5 separate regions of the Mus musculus genome follow, and regions 1, 2, 3 and 4 are each linked to region 5. The links are chromatin contacts, called in public HiChIP or PLAC-seq, capture Hi-C and promoter capture Hi-C maps. All regions are on one chromosome and are shown on one strand. The core of a region is the stretch at or near the end of the contact, and the rest is flanking DNA. Distances in the headings are between cores, read along the strand shown.

Region 1 (2,700 bases), core at 170-2,669, 2.9 Mb before region 5:
GCCTGCAACTCAGAGAAATTAACGTTGTGGGTTATCATGCTTGCTATCATATTCTTTGGGGAAGGGGGACAAAAAAAAAAAAAGCTGAATGATACAGCTCAATAAAACCAAACAAAAATGAACAACAGGTCACCTTTCTTAATCATCTCAAGCTTGTTTCAAAGCCATTCAAAGTAATTCTTTATACTAAAGACTGCCCCTTCTAGTCTCCAGTGGTAAAGCATACCTTTATTTCCAGCACTCAGGAGGCAGAGGCAAGCAGATCTAAGTTTGAGGCCAATATGGTATACATGGTAAGACTGTGGTGATGAACCACACCCAGCACTGACTCGGGGAGGCAGGGACAGGTGGATTTCTGAGTTCAAGGCCAGCCTGGTCTACAGAGTGAGTTCCAGGACAGCCAGGGATACACAGAGAAACCCTGTCTCGATCCCCCCTCCCCTCCAAACTTGTGATCAAGACTGTTTCCAAAATGAGAGAGAGAGAAAGAGAGAGAGAGTGTGTGTGTGTGCTTTGCTTTAAATTATGTCATCAATGCAGATCTCACGGGTGCAAGACTCAGAGAACCACCAGCACACAACTTCATAAGAGCACTCCTCACCTTTTCTCTTGAATCCTGTGTCCACGAAGAAGAGCTTTTCGTTTGGGGCCTCTGCCAACAAGCCACTGAAGGATAAAAATGCAGACTATTTGCCAAAGTAATGCTGGAAAGATAACAGACCCTTAGGGGTCTAACTTTTTGGGCCCATCCCAACTCTTCCTCAAACCATGGGCTACACCTGGAGCTTTCACACAGAATTTAAAATGTACCACGATGGGGTGAACGTACTTTATTCTCTTTCACTTGAAATTCAAACTCTGTAGCAAAAGGTTTTAATGCCAGCACTCCGGCGGCAGAGGAAACTTGAGTTCGGAGCCAGGCTTGTCTACATACCGAGTGCCAGGTCGTCCTACATAGTGAGGCCCTGTTTCAAATTTTAAAAAAAACTAGGGGAAAACTTAAACTTTGTTGGGATTTTCGCACGCTTATTTGTTAAAGATACTATTGATAGGTCTCCCACACCGAGCCGGGATGCCCGGTCCGTCTAGCACCAGGTCGCAAAGCGCACGGCCACGCCACCGGAAGTCCCGCCCCACGTACCCGGTCGTGCGCTCCTGTAGCCGGACGTCTTCCAGGAACTGGTCGACCTCTAACCCCAGCGGCTCCTCGGCGAGCCTCCTCCAGCCGCGCTTCTTGTTTCTGGGGCCCCGCCGCCGCCGCCTCAGAGCGGGATCCACCGAGGTCGGCCGCAGCCCCAGGAAGCCAGAGTCCGCCTGGCTTCTCGAGCCGCGCTTCTCACCGTCCCTGTTACCACCCGCAGCCATCTTCTTAAAGGAAGAGCTTAGTCGCTCTAACTCCGATATCCGGTTTGGAACGTGCGCGTCTCGAGTGACGTAATATGACGCACTTCCTGTTTGCGACCATCTTGATAAAGCGTAGTTTTTACATAGAGAGTTTTACGTCTTGGCAAAAGGATAAATCATCACGTTCAGTCTCTTCTTATTTTAAAAATGTTCGAGCCGGGCGTGGTGACGCACGCCTTTAATCCCAGCACTCGGGAGGCAGAGGCAGGTGGATTTCTGAGTTCGAGGCCAGCCTGGTCTACAGACTGAGTTCCAGGACAGCCAGGGCTACACAGAGAAACCCTGTCTTGAAAAAACAAAACAACAACAACAAAAGGCAGGGTTTCTTTGTGTAGCCTAGCTGTCTGTTAACTCACTCTGTAGACCAGGCTGACCTCGAATTCAGAGATTCGACCTGCAATTTCGGGTTGGTAGGGAGTAGGCTATGTGGATTCTTGGTTCTCACTCTGAGTAATTTACCTTACCCGGTATCATAAAATTTTACTCAAACCATTTTGTTAGTTATACAAGTTTTTTGTTTGCTTGCTTGCTTGCTTGCTTTCTTGGTTTGGTTTTTCGGGAGAGGGTTTCTCTGTATAACCCTGGCTGTCCTGGAACTCACTCTGTAGACCAGTTTCATACGTGCCTTGCCATTTTTGCTTCCCTTTGCCTTCTCACTCCTACTGAACTACCCTTCTTTCCCCCAAATGCCCTCCTCCCTTGTGTCTTTGTAGTTTTGTGACGTACTGGATTTACTAGGATTTTTTGTACCAGCAATGAGTGAAGAGTTAGTTACTAGATCAGAGGCAACTGACCAGTGTGTATGCCATTGAAGGACACCCCTCCTTCCCAAATAGTAACTGCCAAGGGACGGAGTCCAGTCAAATTTTCTTTAACTCTTTTTATTAAAGAAGATGCTGGGTGTGGGGCTGCCAAGATACCTCAGTAGAGAAAGGCTGTTGCTGCCAAGCCTCAGATTAATCCTCATAACCCATATGTTGGAAAAAGCCAATACCTGCAAGCTGTTTGTTCTTGACCTTCACAAGGTATGCTGTGGTGGCATATATGCTTACACGCCGTTATGAAATATAATGTGGCAAGGGAGTATTTTTGGAGGGCCTGGCCAAGGTGTACCCCTGAGAAGTTACACCATAAAACAGACCTAGTGTAAAGGTTTATTGGGGGGAACGCAAGAGTACTGTGGGACTTGGTGAAGGGACAGAGGCAGACAAGTGGACAGATAGACAGGCAGACAGATGGGGGGCAGAATCATGAGGGCAGAGAGAGGGGACAGAGAAGGAGAGGGAACATTGGTGG
Region 2 (2,700 bases), core at 195-2,694, 2.9 Mb before region 5:
GACTTTGAAGAGCCAGCTTTTGGTCAGATTGGAGTCTCTAACTGTCATTCCTCACAGAAAGAATGGAGGGCTCCTTAGAAGAGCAGCTGTCCCAGAGCTGTGGCTGTGGCTGTGGCTGTGGCTGTGGCTGTGGCTGTGGCTGTGGCTGTGGCTGTGGCTGTGGCTGTGGCTGGGGCTGTGGCTGTGGCTGTGGCTGTGGCTGTGGCTGGGGCTGGGGCTGGGGCTGGGGCTGGGCCTGGGGCTTGGAGGTTAGGAAGGAACAAGCCAGTCTGAGTCAGCTCAAAGGCCACCCAGCACTCAGCCTGAAATGGCTCTCCTTAGCCAAAGATGAGACAATTTTTCCTTTTTTTTTTCTTTTATTAAAAATATTTTATGTGTCTTTATGTATGCCTGTGTTCCATGTTCATGGCCCCTTGGGGGCCAGAAAAGAATTTTGGATTCCCCTGGACTGAAGTAACAGATGGTTTTGAGCTACCATGTAGGGCAGAGTGCATATCTGTAATCTCAGCACTAGGCAGGCAGACACAAGATTAGAAGTTCGGGACCATCCTCTACCTCTACCTCTGGAAGAGCAGCCAGTTCTGACTCTCAGTGAACTCTCCACCACCAGCTTCCTCTCCGACATCCCCGCCCCCTACATTCTCACTATGTAGCTCTGACTGACCTGGACCTATGTAGCCCAGGTTAGCCTTAGACTGAGATCTGCCTGCCTCTGCTTTCTACATCTTGGGGTTCAAGGAGTGTGCCACCATATCTGACTCAAAGATGGGACAATTTAAATATCAAAACAAACAAACAAAACCCCAAACGTTGCAAATCAAAATATAAAATCATTGTGACTTAAAGGAAAAGGGAAGAGTGGAAAGAAAATGGATTGGAGGGGTGGGAGAAATAACGGACGGAAGAACCTGTGACATAGATGAAGAGAGGGAACCCTGGAAATGTCCCAGGCAGGGAGGCAGCTGAGGGGCATCTCAAAAAGGGGTGGCTGAAGAGTCTATGCACTTCGAGAGGCAAGAGAAGGCTCTTGGGTGGCAAGACGGACCAAGGGGAGCAGAGATGGGTGTGGAGGGTAGAAGGCCACTTCAAAGGGGGAGTCTTCAAAGATGAAGGCTGGGTAGGGACTGGGAGAACTGGGGGAGGGGGAGGGGGAGGGGGCTATACGGAGTACTAAAGAGAGGCTGGGGAGATCTGAGGAGGTTGAGGGAAGATTTGAGGAGGGGTGGGGGTAGTCCTGGAGTGTGGGAATTGGGAGCGACTGGGACGGAGAGTGCACAGACTGTTACAGAGGGGAGCGAGGGTGAGAGGTGGGATTTGGGGAGCACTCACCAGGGATCTGGGGAGCGCAGAGCAAGCAGCCCGAGCTCTGTCCTGTCCGCAGTGGAGTGAGACGGGTGGGGCCGCGTGCGCTAGGAGCGGCGAGCAGGGCGGGCCCCAGGCCCCCTGTCCTAGCCCGCGCCAGCCTCGGGCGCCCCCTGGCGGGCACTGTGAAAACGCGCACAGGTTCGAGCGTGCACTCCTTAGTTCAGTGTGAGCCCCATCCTCCAGCTTTTGGCTCCCTCTCTTAGCAAATAAGTTGACAGAGGCTGCAGCAGGCCTACCAATAATTTGTCTGATCATAGTGGTGCATGCAAGTTTGAAGCCAGCTGGACCGCGTGGGGGGGGGGGCGGGGATCCTGTCTCAAAAATAACTGTAACAACAGTAATTTTAAAATCTTAAGTACAAGACGGAAGAGTTAGATGGTCAGCATTTAAGAATACTGACTGAGCCGGGCGTGGTGGCACACACCTTTAATCCTAGCACTTGGGAGGCAGAGGCAGGCGGATTTCTGAGTTCTGAGGTCAGCCTGGTCTACAAAGTGAGTTCCAGGACAGCAGAGCTATACAGAGCAGAGCTATACAGAGAAACCCTGTCTCGAAAAACAAAAGCTAAAACAAAAAAACCTCCACCCCCCCCCCAAAAAAAGAATACTGACTGCTCTTCCAGAGGACTTGGATTCAATTCCCAGCACCCACATTACAACTCACATTACAACACATATTACAACAGCTCACAACTGTCTGTAACTTCAAGATCTGACACCCTCACACACACATGTGCAAAGCAGGCAAAACACCAACACATATAAATAAAAGTAAATTATTAAAATGTAAGTGCACAGGCCCAATGTGGTGGCACAAGCCTTTCATCCCAGCATTTGGGAGGCAGAGGCAGGTGAATCTCTATGAGTTTAAAGCCAGCCTGATCTTCATAGCAAATTCCAGACCAGCCAAAGCTACGTAGTAGAGACGCTGTGTATCTACTATAAAAACAACCAACCAACCACCACCAACACCACCGCCACCAACAAAAACACAAGGGGGAGAAACCTCAAGGCCATGGGGCTAGGGATGTGGCTTAGTTGGTACAGTGCCCATCTAGGATACATGAAGCCCTGAGTTCTATCGCCAGCACAGAATATGCCCAGCACGGTGGTGCAGGCATACACTCTCAGCATCAGTTCATAGACACAGCACACGGGGTGGTAGTTTGAATAAAAATGGCCTCCGTAGGCTCATAGGGACTGGCATTATTAGGAGCTGTGTTTTTGTTGGAGTAGGTATAGTCTTTTTGGAGGACGTGTGTAGGGGGTAGAGGGGGGACATCGAAGTGTCAAATAATCAAGCCAGGCCCAGTCTCTCTCTCCCTGCTGCCTGCCA
Region 3 (2,700 bases), core at 61-2,560, 2.1 Mb before region 5:
TTCCCAGCAGCCCCTCATTCCCATCTTTACTCTGATGTCTGTGGCCCAGGCTGGTCATGACCTTGGAATCCTTCCATAGTTGGGATTGCAGTCCTGAGAGCTGCGGGTGAGCGCCTGGTAGAACAGACTGAGCCCTGTAGCCTCCTTTGCTCCACCTCCAGGCAAGCTCCAGACTTTCCAAAAGAGCCATTCTTCAGGGCGTTTCTCAAGTGGTCAACAGAGTTCAGGAAGGGACTCTTGGCTGTCCTCCTCCTTCAGCCCAGCCTCTCACTACCCTGCTTCACCCTTTGGGAAGCCCCAGACCTTTCTCCCACTGATGAAATCACAAGGAATCCGGGTAGGAGGTTGGGCCAAAGAGCTGGCTGGAACCAGTTTGAGTATTTCTCTTACTAGGGGCAGGCAGTGGGGCAGAACGCTCCTAGCCAATCCTGATCCACAAACTTCAGCCTCATTTTCCCCACCCTACATGTCCCAAAGATTCTGGATTCAGCAGACCTCTTTCCTCCTCCTCTTCCTCCTCCTCCTCCTCCTCCTCTCTAAGTCTGTTATTCTTACAGTTGATGGGTAACAGTGTCTAAACTAAGAATGTTTGTGGTGAACTGGCCATTTAAATATTTTTTGCTACATTTATTTATATATTTGTTTATTTGTGTGTGTTGCATGTGCCATGCTCCTGTGGGGAGGACCCAATCTGTGACTATCTGAGGAAAGAGACTGGGTTGCAGCTCAAGCATGAGGGCCTGAGTTCAAATCCCCCACATTCAATGTTGGGGCCTACTGGCCCCTCCTCCCTCCCTTTCCCCAATTTGTTTCTACAGACTGGGTTTCTTTTTCTTTATGTAGCCCTGGCAGCCCTAGAACTCGCTCTGTAGACCAACCAAGGCTGATCTTGAACTCACAGAGATCTATCTGCCTGCCTCTGCCTCCTGAGAGCAGGGATTAAAGGTGTGTGCCACTCATCTGTCTGCCCTTTCTAGGGGTCCTTCTGTGGAATATCAGATATGATCCACAATTAGATTCTTTTGACCAGTGGTGAGGTGCGTGTGGGTGGGTGTGGGTTGGATAGTTTCCCAACGCCCCGCCCCTTTTGGAGGCTTTGCACCCTTTCTGGCTCGATGCCCTTGCCCCGGCCCCGCCCCTGGCTATGCATTGTTATTCACCCTAGGTTGCCCACTGTGATCTTGGCTCCGCCCCTCGCTCGCCACCTGGCGCCGAATGTTCCATAACCAATCAGCGCTTGCGGGACGGCCTCCGCCTTTTCAAGTCCCGCCCTCCGCTTTTTCAAGTCACGCCCCTCCGCCTTTAATCCTGGTCGCTTCCGTCTAGCAGCCTCAGAGACACGCGGCGCGGCCTGGGAGGTTTCTCCTTGGCGCCACTTTCCATATCCCCCGGGCTGCTTCCTATTTGCATCTGGAAATTTGATTTTTCTCTCCAGAGCCCGAAACGCTCGGTCCACTCCTTCTAGGGCTCCAGTACCCAAGAGTCCGAGAGCCAGGCGTCCTAATCCTGGGATCTCGGTCTCCCGGAGCAAGGCATCCCGGATCTATGCCACTTGGGTTGAGCTTCCTGAAGACCTCAGCTACCTGAGTTTCCTTACTCCTTCAGGGAGTCAAAGAACCCTCTGAAGAGCTGTTCCCTACTCCAACAAGGCGCTCTCAACTCCCAGTTTTCGGGGATTCGACATCACCAGGAAAAATAAAGGGATCTCCGCATACAGCTCAGGGAGCCTAGGACCCTCCAGTTTCCGAGATCCGGTGGACGCATAACTTCAAGGACCGCTGCAAAGTTTCAGCCTCCATTCTCGGTCCTAAGGACGTCACACCTAGTCTCCAGGCTCACAAGGAACCTCCCTGTTACGGCTCAGCATGGCAGTGGATCCCCCTAAGGCTGACCCCAAAGGGGTAGTAGCGGTGGATTCCACCGCGAACGGTGGCCCCGCGCTGGGATCCAGAGAGGACCAGAGTGCGAAAGCAGGTGGTTGCTGCGGTTCCCGTGACCGGGTGCGCCGCTGCATTCGCGCCAACCTGCTGGTGCTGCTCACGGTGGCTGCGGTGGTGGCTGGCGTGGGGCTGGGGCTGGGGGTCTCGGCGGCGGGCGGTGCTGACGCGCTGGGTCCCGCGCGCTTGACCGCTTTCGCCTTCCCGGGAGAGCTGCTGCTGCGTCTGCTGAAGATGATCATCCTGCCGCTCGTGGTGTGCAGCCTGATCGGAGGTGCAGCCAGCTTGGACCCTAGCGCGCTCGGTCGTGTGGGCGCCTGGGCGCTGCTCTTTTTCCTGGTCACCACACTGCTCGCGTCGGCGCTCGGCGTGGGTTTGGCCCTGGCGCTGAAGCCGGGCGCCGCCGTTACCGCCATCACCTCCATCAACGACTCTGTTGTAGACCCCTGTGCCCGCAGTGCACCAACCAAAGAGGTGCTGGATTCCTTTCTAGATCTCGTGAGGTACGTTCCCGCCAGGCAGTGGGGTGGTTAGGGGCCAGTGCAAGCGTGCAATCTTTCTGCTTTACCCCCTCTGAGTACAGGGATTACCCGTGTGTGCCGCCACTAGTCACCAAGGTTGAGTCCTCCAGATTGAGTCATGCCTTCTAGAATCTAGGAAAATAAGGTAACGGTGACAGGACCGCTAACATCTTGGAAGGGTGAACTTTTACGGAAGTTCTCCAAATTTGGGGGCGGGCCTAAACATGGAGGGCTTTTAGAGG
Region 4 (2,700 bases), core at 180-2,679, 2.5 Mb before region 5:
GGGGGCGAGTTCCTGAAAGTCATTTACCCTTGAGTTAATTAATCGCCTTTCTAGCCCCACCCGTTCAGCTTATTCGCTAATTCCTATTCGCTCCGCTCAATGTATTTCGGCTACTTCCGCCTCCTCCCGGGATCCCTTCCCTGACTTCGGCTCTTTCCGGACTCTCGCCTCGCCCCCCCCCAGGGGGGGGCTTCTCCCATCCCGAAGCGCTTCGGCTATTTCCGGCTCTCCCGGCCTTCCCTAGCCCCGCCCCCACGACCACCCTTGGTCCTTTAGGTGGGTCTCTGATCCGCTCCGCGTTGCTGCAGTGACCTAGATCTTCCCTCGGCTCTTTCCGGCTTTTTTCAGAGTCTCGTTAATCTCAGCTGTGTTCGGCTCTTTCCGTGCCCTCTCCTCCGCCTCGCCCTTCCGCTTCGGCTCTTTTCGCCGACTTTCGGGCGGGCTGGCTCTGCCCTTCTCCACGTGACGCTCCTCCGGCCTCTCCGCTACCCCCTCCCTCCACGCCCTTCCTCCGGCTTCAGCCTCCGTGCTTGTCCCGGCTGTGCCGCCATTTTGTGTGAATTCCTGACCGCGGCGGGGGCCCGGCAGCTGGGGCATCTAGGGCGGGCAGACAGTCGGCCCATCTCCATAGCCCGATCCCTCTTCTCCCCGATTTTTTTTTAACCATCCCCCCTGCTCGCTCTCCTCTCCCCCCCTTTCCCTTCGCTTGCTCCGTCGCGCGCGGGCCCGCGCTAATTACACCCAACCACCCACCAGTGTCCGTGTCCCCCGGGTCTCAGGCCTTGGGGGGCCGCGTGTGTGTGTGCGTGCGTGTGTGGCGGAAGGGGACCTCTCGTCCCGATGAGGGTCCCGTGCCCGTGAGCGAGTGACCTCAGGGCCAGGCTGCGGAGAAAGCAGGCGGCGGGCGGCCTTGCCGGGGCCTAGGCCTCGCGGCCTACGTGGAAGTCGGCTCAGAGGTGACTCCGAAACCGAAAAAAAAAATACTCGATATCGATCTATGTATCTATATGCCCAGTTCCCATCAGGAGGCCCCGGAGCGCTGAAGTGTGCCCCTCCCGCCACGCCCAAGCAGTCCTTTTTGGTGCATTAACATCCCCTCCCCCTCAAAGGAACGATGGAGGCCGTGCCCGGGACCCCCCCGCCGCCGCCATCAGAGTCGCCACCGCCGCCATCGCCACCGCCGCCATCAACGCCTTCGCCTCCTCCGTGTTCCCCCGACGGCCGCGCGGCCACCCCGCACCTCCTCCACCACCGCCTCCCGCTCCCTGACGACAGGTCAGGCCCCCCGGCCTGGGCCGGGCAGCGTCCCCCGTGGGAGGGGGGGAGGAGGAGGAGGAAGGGGACGGCCGCCATGTTGGGCCGGGCCGCGGAGGAGGAGGAGGAGGAGGAGGAAGGGCGGGGTCGGTGGGTGTCTCTAGCTCGCTCGCTCTTTCTCGCTTCGCTTTCTCTCCCGGCCTCATGCGTTGCCCCCCCTCGCGGCGTTCGCCCGCTCTCCCTCGCTCTCGCTCTGTCTTTTTTTGGGCGCCATGCTGAGGGGAAGGTGAGGAGGCGCCCCCCGGACCCCCCGCGCCCGCCGGTCTGTCGGTCCGTCCGCCCGCCCGGGGCACGGGCCGCCAAGGGGGTGGGCTTGCCGAGGCCCATCAGCCTCCTCGGCCGCCCCTGCTCCGGGAGCTGGCCGTCAGCGGCCTGTCGCCTGGCTTCGGGGAAGGCTTTTGGGGGAGGGGCCCCCGGATTCTCTTGTTTTAGGGGCATCTCCAGCTTGCAGCTCCTCTCTTAAGGGGTTCGGAGTTGGGGGTCTTCCCAATCCCCTACAGTATCCTTTCTCCTGGGGGACGCATACCCTGTCCATTTTGGATAGGTACCCGAGTCTAACGGAGGCAGAAAAATGGGGGTTTGGATCAGCCTTCGCTCTTTCGTTCTAAGGAGGACTCCTTAGGATGGGGGCTCTGGTGCACTTTTAATTTTTTGGCGGGAGGTATTTTCTAGCTTCTCCCTAGAAGGCAGGCAGGTAACGGGTGCATTTCCAGCTCTTTTGATTAAATCCCCTGACCTTCTTTGGAAACCCTATTGGTTTTTTTTTTTTTTTTGGGGGGTCCCTCTCTTTTTGTAGGTAGGTGACAGTCAGTGGTGGAGGGTCCTTAGTTTTAAGGTTTTTGTTTTTTTGCGGGGGGGTTGTATGAAGGTTGCTTTTCCTGCATTGGATAGTAGAGGAAGTTGGCCACCGCTTTCTCCGGGCATCGCCCCCTCTTTGGGGCAAAACAGGGTGCAATCGCCCCCTTGGGAGCAAAGATCTCCCCCGTGTGCTTTGGCAGGACGTGAACTGTGGCGCCTCTTGTCCTCTAGTGCGAAATGGGTTCCCCACGCCCTTCTCTGGCGGGTGATAATGGGACCAGCCCTGCGTGTTTTGAGGATGAGAGGTTTGGGGCCATTTTTGCCCTGCTGGAGCCGAAAGATAAGGGGTACATAGTTTGCTGATTCCTGGGAGCTGGAGTGAGTAGGTTTGAAAATAGGTGGGTTTCAGGGAGCAGAAAAGCTAGTCTTGCAGGCGGGGGTGGGGGTAGGGTGGAGAATGCGCTAGACAGAAGCCTCGCTCGCAGCCGTCAGGGAACCGCAGAGGACCCCTTCAGACCATGGGTCTCAGCCCTTTCTCCCCACTCCCACCTCCTGTTCTCCCTTTCTCCTTCACAGACCCTCCTTTGC
Region 5 (2,700 bases), core at 51-2,550:
GTGGTAGAGCCCCTGCCTAGAATCCCCCAGTGAGGGGCTGGGGCATAGGTCAGTAGTAAAGTGCTTACCTTCCAAGCACAGGCCCTGAGTTCCATCTGTAGCATGACCATAAATAAATAAATAAATAAATAAATAAATAAATAAATAAATAAATAAATAAATTTATTTACTTTTGAGCAAACAGATTTACTGAAGATCCCTGGAGAATGTGAGAGGCCCCAAGGGAGGAATACCCAAATCCATTCAAAGTGAAAGCAAAGAGCAAGGCTGTCTGTCCTGAATCCCCATGTGTGGTGAGAGGCATGGGAATGGGAGTCTGACTGGGACAGAAGCCCAGGGACAGCTCTCCACAAGACCTGAATGAATGTGACCCTCTGCACCCAGTGTCACTTCTCTCCAGAGCAGAACTGCGATGGTCACCATGCAAACAGGAGCTGGCCTGAAGGTGTAGTAGTGACACATGACACAATGTGCCAGACATCCAAGGGCTGAAACCCAGTTCTCTCTGATCAACTCTGGGGGTCAGAAGCCCTGTTACCAACTCCATACTGCAGTCACACAAACGGGCACCAAGAGGTTAAGAAGTTAGTGTGGGCTCACACAGTAGAAAATGGCTGGAGTTCGGATGCAGGCACCCTGGCTGATTCAGACACTGGACAGGAAGCACTACTGCCTGCCGTTTCTTGGGAAGCGACTTCCAGTCTCCAAACATTTTCCTCTGCTGTGCAATGGGCATCCACACACTTAGCCTCCTGTCCTGCCCCGTAGGGTTGAGCATCCTCAGACTTGGACCCTGTGGGATCTGCAGCCAGGTGCAGAGGCTGTGCACACCTGTAACTTCAGTACTTGGGGTGTGGAGACAAGAGGAGCAGGAGCTGAAGGTCATCCTTGGCTAAACAGAGTTCAAAGTCATCCTAAGCTATGTGAGACACTCATACAGGAATACATTCTTAAAAGGAACTTTTGTTAGCCCCACCTGCAGGAAGTAAGTTTGTGCCAAAGCCCTGGGCCCCTTACCTATGCAAGTTCCTGTTAGGTTACACCATCCCCCACTGAGATCTAAGCCTTGGAAACCCCAGGAAACAACTGAATGTCCAGTCCTTTGTGCCCTTCCTGATGAGAGAGCCTCTCTCCCCACCTACTGACACTTAGCAAAGGCTCCATCACGGCCCCACCTCTGGTTAAAGGAGGAAGCTGGGTCTGGGTCGGAAAGTCCCGCCCAGGTGTGAAGCAAGCCCTTCCTCTGCCCACACCCTTCACCATGCCCAGAAGATAAAGTACACAGGATGAGGGCCAGCTCATACACAGCCCTGCAGTCCTGTGCGGCACGTCCAGCATGTTGTTTGCCTGTGCTCTCCTTGCCCTCCTGGGTCTGGCAACCTCCTGCAGTTTCATCGTGCCCCGCAGTGAGTGGAGGGCCCTGCCATCCGAGTGCTCTAGCCGCCTGGGGCACCCAGTTCGCTACGTGGTGATCTCACACACAGCCGGCAGCTTCTGCAACAGCCCGGACTCCTGTGAACAGCAGGCCCGCAATGTGCAGCATTACCACAAGAATGAGCTGGGCTGGTGCGATGTAGCCTACAAGTGAGTATGGAGTGGGCTGAAGGAGGTCGACCACACCTTCCAACCCTCCTGGTGCTGGATCTGCAATCTCCTGTGGGTGCTGAGGCTTTCTCCCCTGTAAGAGGGGACAGGAGCTGCTTCACATACAAGGTGACTTTCATATGTATCTTTCCTAAAGGCCTAGGCCTTGCCAGGACAACACCAGGCTGAGCCTTGCACCAAGTGAGTGGGCATATTGCAAGGCAGGACCAGGGAAACAGATGCTCAGGGCCCAGCTTCCTCTTCTGCAAAGGTCAACGGTATTATGGCCCCTAATACCCAATACCCAGGAAACTGGCTAGCATATGGCAGGAGCCCCAAAGCTATGGGCTAATGTCTCCTGTGTGCCAGAGTTCTAGATGGGAGCATTGCTTGAAGCATATCACGATAGCCCTGTGTGCATAAAGACAGAAAAAGATGTGTTTGGGGTGGACCAAGAACCCACTGGCTCCGTGTGTAAAGGTGTTTCCTAGCAAGTACAACAACCTGAGTTCTAACTCAGGCAGAAGGAGAAAACTGACTATTGATGGACTGATGGTGTCCGTGACACCTACGCATGCATCACATACACGCATCTCTCACTCACACACACATACACACACACACACACACACACACACACACACATGCTTTAGGGGGGAGGGCTTTGATAGGCACAGTATTGATGCCTGTAATCCCAGCAGTTGGAAGGATAAGGAAAGAGGATTGCAAAAAAAAAAAAAAAAAAAAAAAAAGAGGATTGCTGTGAGTTCAAGGCTACCCTGGGCTTCTCAGCAAAATCTTATCTCCAATAAGGGTGGATGGAGGTGGGGGGAAATAGGTGAGAGAGATGTCAGATCCCTAGGTAAGGGACGGCTTCCTGTGGCTTTGATGTGGCTCTAGAAGAGGCAGAAGGAAGCTAGGGATTGGGGTGTCCGGCACAGAGGCAAGTCCTAGGAGGTTCCTTCAGCCAAAGATGGGGTGGGAAGGGAGGGAGGGGGCACGGACGCAAAGGTCATGGTGAGTATTGCGGTCAAACAGTATCCACACAGAAGGTTCTGGGTGAGGGACAGGCATAGATCGACCCAGGTGTTAGTAGGCTCCCACTGGCTGGCCACA

Evidence for each region. HiChIP or PLAC-seq counts read pairs in DNA pulled down with a chosen protein or histone mark. Capture Hi-C pulls out chosen DNA fragments and counts their contacts.
Region 1: a contact with region 5 is called in an H3K27ac HiChIP or PLAC-seq map of embryonic stem cells, with 7 times the contacts expected there. The contact joins the promoter of Nop53 here to the promoter of Pglyrp1 in region 5. A contact is called at or near these places in 3 of 39 promoter capture datasets (cranial neural crest, hippocampal neurons and liver) and 2 of 115 datasets of contacts at active chromatin or transcription factors (astrocytes and embryonic stem cells).
Region 2: a contact with region 5 is called in a promoter capture Hi-C map of liver, with 4 times the contacts expected there. The contact joins the promoter of Ehd2 here to the promoter of Pglyrp1 in region 5. A contact is called at or near these places in 2 of 39 promoter capture datasets (hippocampal neurons and liver) and 1 of 9 other capture datasets (liver).
Region 3: a contact with region 5 is called in an H3K27ac HiChIP or PLAC-seq map of acute myeloid leukemia, with 9 times the contacts expected there. The contact joins the promoter of Slc1a5 here to the promoter of Pglyrp1 in region 5. A contact is called at or near these places in 1 of 39 promoter capture datasets (liver), 2 of 115 datasets of contacts at active chromatin or transcription factors (acute myeloid leukemia and embryonic stem cells) and 1 of 9 other capture datasets (liver).
Region 4: a capture Hi-C map of embryonic stem cells shows a contact between it and region 5, with 4 times the contacts expected there. The contact joins the promoter of Zc3h4 here to the promoter of Pglyrp1 in region 5. A contact is called at or near these places in 1 of 39 promoter capture datasets (neutrophils) and 1 of 9 other capture datasets (embryonic stem cells).

Annotation. Positions count from the first base shown.
Region 1 is chr7:15,944,689-15,947,388 of GRCm38.p6, forward strand. It overlaps Nop53 (NOP53 ribosome biogenesis factor), which reads right to left and starts at 1,420. Exons shown (of 13, transcript NM_133831.3): 1 at 1,142-1,420; 2 at 602-666. The coding sequence starts at 1,365. Gm24576 (a long non-coding RNA gene) reads left to right here and starts at 1,405. Exons shown (of 2, transcript XR_391165.4): 1 at 1,405-1,612; 2 at 1,773-2,700. It also overlaps a transcript of Ehd2 not described here.
Region 2 is chr7:15,966,091-15,968,790 of GRCm38.p6, forward strand. It overlaps Ehd2 (EH-domain containing 2), which reads right to left and starts at 1,445. Exons shown (of 6, transcript NM_153068.3): 1 at 1,330-1,445.
Region 3 is chr7:16,780,036-16,782,735 of GRCm38.p6, forward strand. Slc1a5 (solute carrier family 1 (neutral amino acid transporter), member 5) reads left to right here and starts at 1,311. Exons shown (of 9, transcript NM_009201.2): 1 at 1,311-2,440. The coding sequence starts at 1,866.
Region 4 is chr7:16,399,767-16,402,466 of GRCm38.p6, forward strand. It overlaps Zc3h4 (zinc finger CCCH-type containing 4), which reads left to right and starts at 1,430. Exons shown (of 14, transcript NM_198631.2): 1 at 1,430-1,540. The coding sequence starts at 1,527.
Region 5 is chr7:18,883,390-18,886,089 of GRCm38.p6, forward strand. Pglyrp1 (peptidoglycan recognition protein 1) reads left to right here and starts at 1,301. Exons shown (of 3, transcript NM_009402.2): 1 at 1,301-1,584. The coding sequence starts at 1,337.